Linked DNA regions of Mus musculus: region 1 is linked to region 2. The links are chromatin contacts, called in public HiChIP or PLAC-seq maps. All regions are on one chromosome and are shown on one strand. The core of a region is the stretch at or near the end of the contact, and the rest is flanking DNA. Distances in the headings are between cores, read along the strand shown. Region 1 has its middle 54 kb from the start of Gm52391. Region 2 overlaps Acsl5 (acyl-CoA synthetase long-chain family member 5).

What was found. HiChIP or PLAC-seq counts read pairs in DNA pulled down with a chosen protein or histone mark.
Region 1: a FOXA1 HiChIP or PLAC-seq map of pancreatic cancer cells shows a contact between it and region 2. The contact joins two enhancer-like sites. A contact is called at or near these places in 1 of 39 promoter capture datasets (embryonic stem cells) and 2 of 115 datasets of contacts at active chromatin or transcription factors (bone marrow-derived macrophages and pancreatic cancer cells).

What each region holds. Positions count from the first base shown.
Region 1 is chr19:55,990,864-55,993,892 of GRCm38.p6, forward strand. No RefSeq gene overlaps it. Among named protein-coding and RNA genes, the nearest start is that of Gm52391, 54 kb to the left of the region's middle. Within about 2 kb of position 1,473, at least 32 of the 459 cell types and tissues checked have an H3K27ac peak or open chromatin away from gene starts, as enhancers often do. A contact at or near this core is called in pancreatic cancer cells, where this site is marked.
Region 2 is chr19:55,266,778-55,269,869 of GRCm38.p6, forward strand. It overlaps Acsl5 (acyl-CoA synthetase long-chain family member 5), which reads left to right. Exons shown (of 22, transcript NM_027976.2): 2 at 1,867-2,051. The coding sequence starts at 1,896. Gm31595 (a long non-coding RNA gene) reads right to left here. Exons shown (of 4, transcript XR_003952865.1): 3 at 2,349-3,092; 4 at 616-906. Among named protein-coding and RNA genes, the nearest start is that of Gm31595, 5.8 kb to the right of the region's middle. Within about 2 kb of position 1,659, at least 35 of the 459 cell types and tissues checked have an H3K27ac peak or open chromatin away from gene starts, as enhancers often do. A contact at or near this core is called in pancreatic cancer cells, where this site is marked.

The DNA of each region.
Region 1 (3,029 bases), core at 223-2,722, 720 kb after region 2:
TTCACAAAGGGGCTAGGCAGGGATGGGTAAATGTCGAGATTTAGGGGGTCCAGGGTCACTGGTGGGTTCTAAACAGGTAGCTGACCATCATGTAGCTGCAGTTTTGGAATGATAAAGGCAGGGGCAATGGGAGATATTGCAATACAGCTCAGAGTTTGAGCTGAGGGTGGCAGCCTGCTCTAGGTGGTGGCCAAGGTTGGGAGGGGGCATGGGAAAGGATGGGCCAGAGAGAAGCTGGGCGTGGACCAGTGGAGGTGGTGATTCATCAGTCAAGAGAGGGCTTCCAGTTCCAGGTCCTTTCGCTGTTCTGAGTGGGGCTTTTTCCTAGGCTGTGGCATGGAAGTGAGATTAGCTCTCCTAACTGTAAGAGGTCTCATCCACTTTCTGGCCTTTACCTTCCTCAACTGTATAAAGGGGATGGGTTATATTATCCCCAGGGACCATGATCCTATTCCCCATTGGTGATAGCCACAGACAATAAAAATTTAACCCATAGTGTACACTCTCATTACCTTCCAAAGAAACTCCTAAGAGTTTCTTTGTCACAATCTCCTAAAACACTAAGATATAAAAATCTCAGGTCTTTCCGTCTTCGCAGCTGAGCACACGAGCTGTGGTTAGAGCTTACTACCTTCAGTCTTCAGGGTCTTCACTGAATCAGGCACATCATAGATCAGGAATATTCTGGGGCTATCCCCACACACACCCCGTGAAGTTTCTCCTGCCTGGCTATCCCATGACAGGGCCCATGTGAGCATCCTATCAAGCTAGTAAATTCCTATGACAACAGACCGTTTTATCTGGTAGGCCTAGAGATCTCCCCAGATGCTTAGCCTGTCTGAGAGTGGGGGCTGCTGGGGAAGTCAGGTGAGAGATGTAGTTGGGTAGGAAATGAGAGGAACTGAGATCCAGAGCTCAGCCTAGGCTATTTGTGAAGGCCAGGAGCCCAGGTTTCTCTTACCAGGTACACAGGGGAGCAGGGTGGGTATTTATTAATTTATTTCTGACAGAGGCTCAGTTCTCTAGCAATATCCCAAAAGGCATCAGTGCCATGCGGCTGCAGCGGCTGGGTGGGGCCTCCTCCTCCTCCCTTTTATCTTACTCAGTGCATAAATCCATTAGCATGTTTTTTTCTTGAGCAGCCAAGATGTTAGGACCCATCACTCAAGTCATCCACGTGGCATTTCAGCCTTTCACTGGAAGACAATTGTGACTTCAGTCAAAGCCTCTTGACAGGAGAAAATGGAACCCTAGGACAGAATAATGCAGCCAAGTGCCCGCTGTCCCCTGCAGATCGTGGCTCTGTGCGCCATTACTTCCCAAATTGTCCTGCTGAAAGAATTCGCTTGTTTACATCTCTTTACGCCCCGGCATTTAACCTTGGGTTCTGAAGACTCTCTCCTTTCTCCTCCTTCCTACGGCAATTATTTCCTTTGTGGCTTTCATTTTATGTAATTACGGTGGACAGTCATCACGCAGGCATTTTACTGAGCGGGCGGCAGGGCAGAATGGGGCTCCCATTCCTTCTGGCCTGGGAACCATGTAACCTGACTCATTTGGGTTTTTTTCCTCAAGGATTTTCACCCTCCCAAAAGAAATGGAGAAGATATGTACCTAAAAATCTAAAAACACAGGAAGGGACAGCAAATGGCAAGGTGCTGTGATCTTATCTCATGGTGGCCATGTCAGCAGACGTGACACAGAAAACAAATCGCGGTTGCCAACTTCGTGATTGTGCGTGGGTGGCTTTTAGCCTATGCAGACAGGTTTTTGCATTTTTTAAAAAATTTATTGTGGAACAGTTCGAACGTCTGAAAATAGACAGGATGTTGCTGGTGGGATGTGAAATGGTATACCTCTTTCAGAAAGACAGACTGTTGGTTTCTTAAATGGGTAAACATAGAGTCACCATATGATTTAACAACTGCACTCCTAGGCATACAGGCAAGAGAAATGACGACATTTGCACACAAAAGCTTACACTATTGTTCATTACAGTTCCACTTAAAATGCCCCAAAGTAGAAACAACCCACAGCCAATGAATAAAACTGTCATAAAAGAGAATATTAAGCCATAAAAAGTACCCACGTGTTGGCGTAGGCAGCAACGTGGCTGCTAAGTAAAAGGCGCCAGTCACATTATGTAATTTCATTGAGGTGAAATGCCCAGAATAAACAGATCCACAGAGGTAGAATATGCACTAGTAGTTTTAGGGCTGCAGAAGAGAGCAGAGTACAATGGGGCATTATGACTAAGGGACATGGGGTCTAAGGAAGGGGTAATTAAAACGAGGCCGTGCTGATGGCAGACATGCTTCAGGCAGGCTGCATGGTTCCCAAGTCACACCCCAATACGACTGACTGTCCGTGACGAATAAGATGGAGAATAGTCAGGGTTTCAAGCTCGTGGCCTTGAGCCAGTCTTACACCGAGCCGTAGCTTCACTCTTCCCTTGAGTCAGCACCATCTCGTTTGAATTGCAGTGTGAACTCCCAAAAAGAACAAGGGCTCTCCTAAGAAAAGATTATTCACACCATAAACACTTAACAATAATTTATCAATGGCATTCAATATACGTTGTTCACATTGCCACCTGTCTTTTACACACACACACACACACACACACACACACACACACACACACACACACAGAGTTGTTTGAGTCAGGATTCCAATGAGGTAGATGTCTTAACTTCTTTTCCCGTTGCTATGGTAAATACTCTGACAGAAACATGTTAAGGAAGAAGTGTTTCTCAGCTTACAGTTCAAGGTACATGGTGGGGAAGTCATAGAAGCTGGAGCTCGAAGCAGCCTGTCACTGTGTCTGTGGTCAGAGGAGAGCCATGCTTACCTGTACTCTCCATTTCACAGACCAGCATCTCTTGCCCAGGGAGTGATCCTGTCCACAGTTACAGTGGATCTTCCCACATCAGTCAATGTACTCAAGACAATGCCCTCCAGGCATGGCCCAGAGGCCCATCTCCCCGAGGTTCTGCATGCCAGGCTAACCACCCCAGGAAACATGGCAA
Region 2 (3,092 bases), core at 409-2,908:
GGAGATGGCAACATTCTTGGTGCCTCAAATTTGTTTTCATTGTTGAAAGATGTCAGGTAAGGATCTATTTGTAGGTGTGCTTTTGACAAAGGTAGAAACCCCAGGTGATAAAATCCAACTTGGCTAACAGCCGTGCCCAGCCCAGGAGAGGCAGGTAGGGACAAGTACTAACTAGATTTCTAACTGGCTCTGCTACTTGCTGCCAAAGCCACAGTTTCCCTGGGGCCATCTCCCTTTCACTCTGGGTTGAAATAGCTGCCCTAAAAACGGTGACCTACCTGGCTGCTCTTACTGGCTTTGGCTCCTGGAGTCCCTCATGGCTGGACAAGCCCAGGTATAGCTGGATTGCCAAGCCCCAACTATCAGAACCCTGCCAGGGAATCACGATTGCTCCCTAATGTTTCACACCCCAGCTTGGGTAATAGGTGGGTCCTGGTTTTCTTTTATTTTCTACCCCTGGATTCAGTGTAGAAGGTGTTTCAGAGCTGATATCTCAGACTCTGGAGTTTAGTTTTCCTCCATAAAATGGAAAGTAACCACCCTATAGTTAAGCAAGGGACCGACCATGAGAACAAGGACCTGGCATTCTTTCTTGTCCCCCCCCCCAAAAAAAAAGAACCCTCCCCCTTGATGTGTTAGGGCTATTCTGGACTGGAATGAAGAATTGCCTTCATGGAAGAAGGTTCCAGGTGCCTAACACAAAACTCTAAGCATAGCTAAGATCCTGATCTGACAAAGATTTTTATTGGGCTTGTTTTGCCCCTTTGATTTTGAGTAGGATCAATTGACCTGGACTCTGAGATGCTGTTCTGCTGTGTGTTGCAGTCAAGTTTGAAGAATGCAGATCTGGGACTTCATTTGCTGTGATCTGTAAGGCCCCAGATATTCAGTTCCTGAGTCCTGAGCCTAGGAACAATAAGAAAACAACTAGGTGTATGATAGCTCTTCCTGGAGAAGGCTGGAAAACCAGGGTGTGGACTTGGAAAAGTCTCTGCCTCCCACCCCCGTGAGGCTTATGTTCTTTTCTGTGAAACAGTACTTCATGATGCTGGTATCTACCTCTGCTCAGTGCTGGGCATAATCAGTACTTATCGGCTGCTACTAACCTATCCAAGTCTGAAACTTATGAAAGGACACACAGAAAGGCTGGCTCACTTATGGGGTGGCTGAAATGCTATAAAGAGCTATATGAGCGGAAGCTTGTGTGCTCCAGTTCCTTCAAGAGCCCAAATCCTATCTGTTCATCGTGTTGGGTACATTCTTGACTGCCTTTCTCTGTACGTCCAATGTTGATCTCAAGAGAAATGGTTCCCCAGGGCTTCTGAGATGGTGATGTGGGATACAGGAGCATCTTTCCTGCAGGATGATTGGTTTGTGAAAGCTGTGACGTCACCTCTGTAGAGGTCCCTACTGTTTAGTTTATGTCAGGGGAGCCCAGGTGGAAGAGCTGGACTCTGCCTGAGCAGGGGAGGCTGTCTGCACACCCTCCCCTACTATGCTAGGTGGCAAGGTGGCCTTCTGGGTTCTGTGGGCCATAAATAAAGAAGCAGTTGGTTCTCGAAATTGGGAAATGATTAACTTGTCTTCTTTGATTCCTTCTGCCTTGTGTGAGGACGGTCAAGTAGCTGGGGTGGAGACTGCTTCCATTATTTCCAACATTGCCAAGGTAAACAGTGCAAGAAATTCTAGAGAGGCCCAGCTCTGTTCAGAGAGCATATGAGAGAGGGAGGGAGGGAGAGAGAAAGAGAGAGAGAGAGAGAGAGAGAGAGAGAGAGAGAACATGTGTGTCCCTCTGTAAACAGAGTAAAACATAAAAATGCACCCACTTCCTCTAACTTTTTCTTTGTTTTTTCTTTTTTTTTTAAGGTCTGAATTTCCTGTTGGTATTCACAAAGATGCTTTTTATTTTTAACTTCTTGTTTTCCCCACTTCCAACTCCGGCCCTGATCTGCCTCCTGACGTTTGGAACGGCCATCTTCCTGTGGCTGATCAACAGACCTCAGCCAGTTTTACCTCTCATTGACTTGGACAACCAGTCTGTGGGGATTGAGGTAATGACCTTCAGTTTGTCAGCCTTGACTGAGCACATACTGCAATTCAAACCCTGGTGGGGGTAACATATGAAGGGAAAGAACTGGGGAAGTGAACCTTCAGTCTGCAAATGTCTTTTTCTAGCAAATTTCCCTCGAAACACAATAAAACCAGTAGTATAAGGTGGTGGCCTAGATTGTGGGTTGCTAACTACTCCCCTTCCTATGCAGATGTAAACTAAGGATAGAGTTCCAACTCTTTAACTAGGTGAATTGTTTATAAGGAGCAGTTTTTGTATGTTCTATGAAACTACTTACTATTTAGAGAGACTTTGCTAGGAGGCCAGCTTCCTGGAGGCATCCAGCGTCTGAAGTGGCTGCTTTCTGCAGGTCTGAGTTTCAGCTAATATTCACTGGTCAGTACTGGTGGAAGCTGAACCGGGCACATTCCTCTGGCTTTCAGCAAGATGCCCAGTTTCCTCCTGACCAAGCATGCCTTCCCTGCATTTCCTTCCCTCCGCCTCCGCAAGCGGCAAGCACAACCCATTTTCATCCAGTTTCCTCTTCAGAGAAAAGAGCATCCTTGTCTCTGGCCAGTTGAGCCCTCCTACTCTGTCCACAACTTCCCTCACCTGTTCCATTTATAAGCCACCAGCCTTCAGCCTTCCTCTCAACTGACTGACACTTGTGTCCTGACCACTCCACCTTCCACATCCCCTTTCAACAATGCATCTTCCTGAAACCATCCTCAGTCATCTAGGCTCCTCCCCCTCTGCTTCTATTGTTTCCTTCCACCATGTTTTGATTCCCCTGAAGCACCGGACCCCCTGTAAGAGGCAGGCAGTAAATTGTGAAGGTTTTCTGGGCCACATGCACCTGGAGCTGGCCTCCACTTAATGCTGTTAGAGAGTGAAAGCACCAGCGACCTGTAAATAAATGATCAGAAGTGTGTTAATGAAACGTAATTCATAAAAAGCAGCAGCTTAACTCAGAGTTAGCCACCAACTCTGATTCTGCATAACTCACAGCTGGGAAGACATCTGCTTTTTTGCTAGTGAAGTG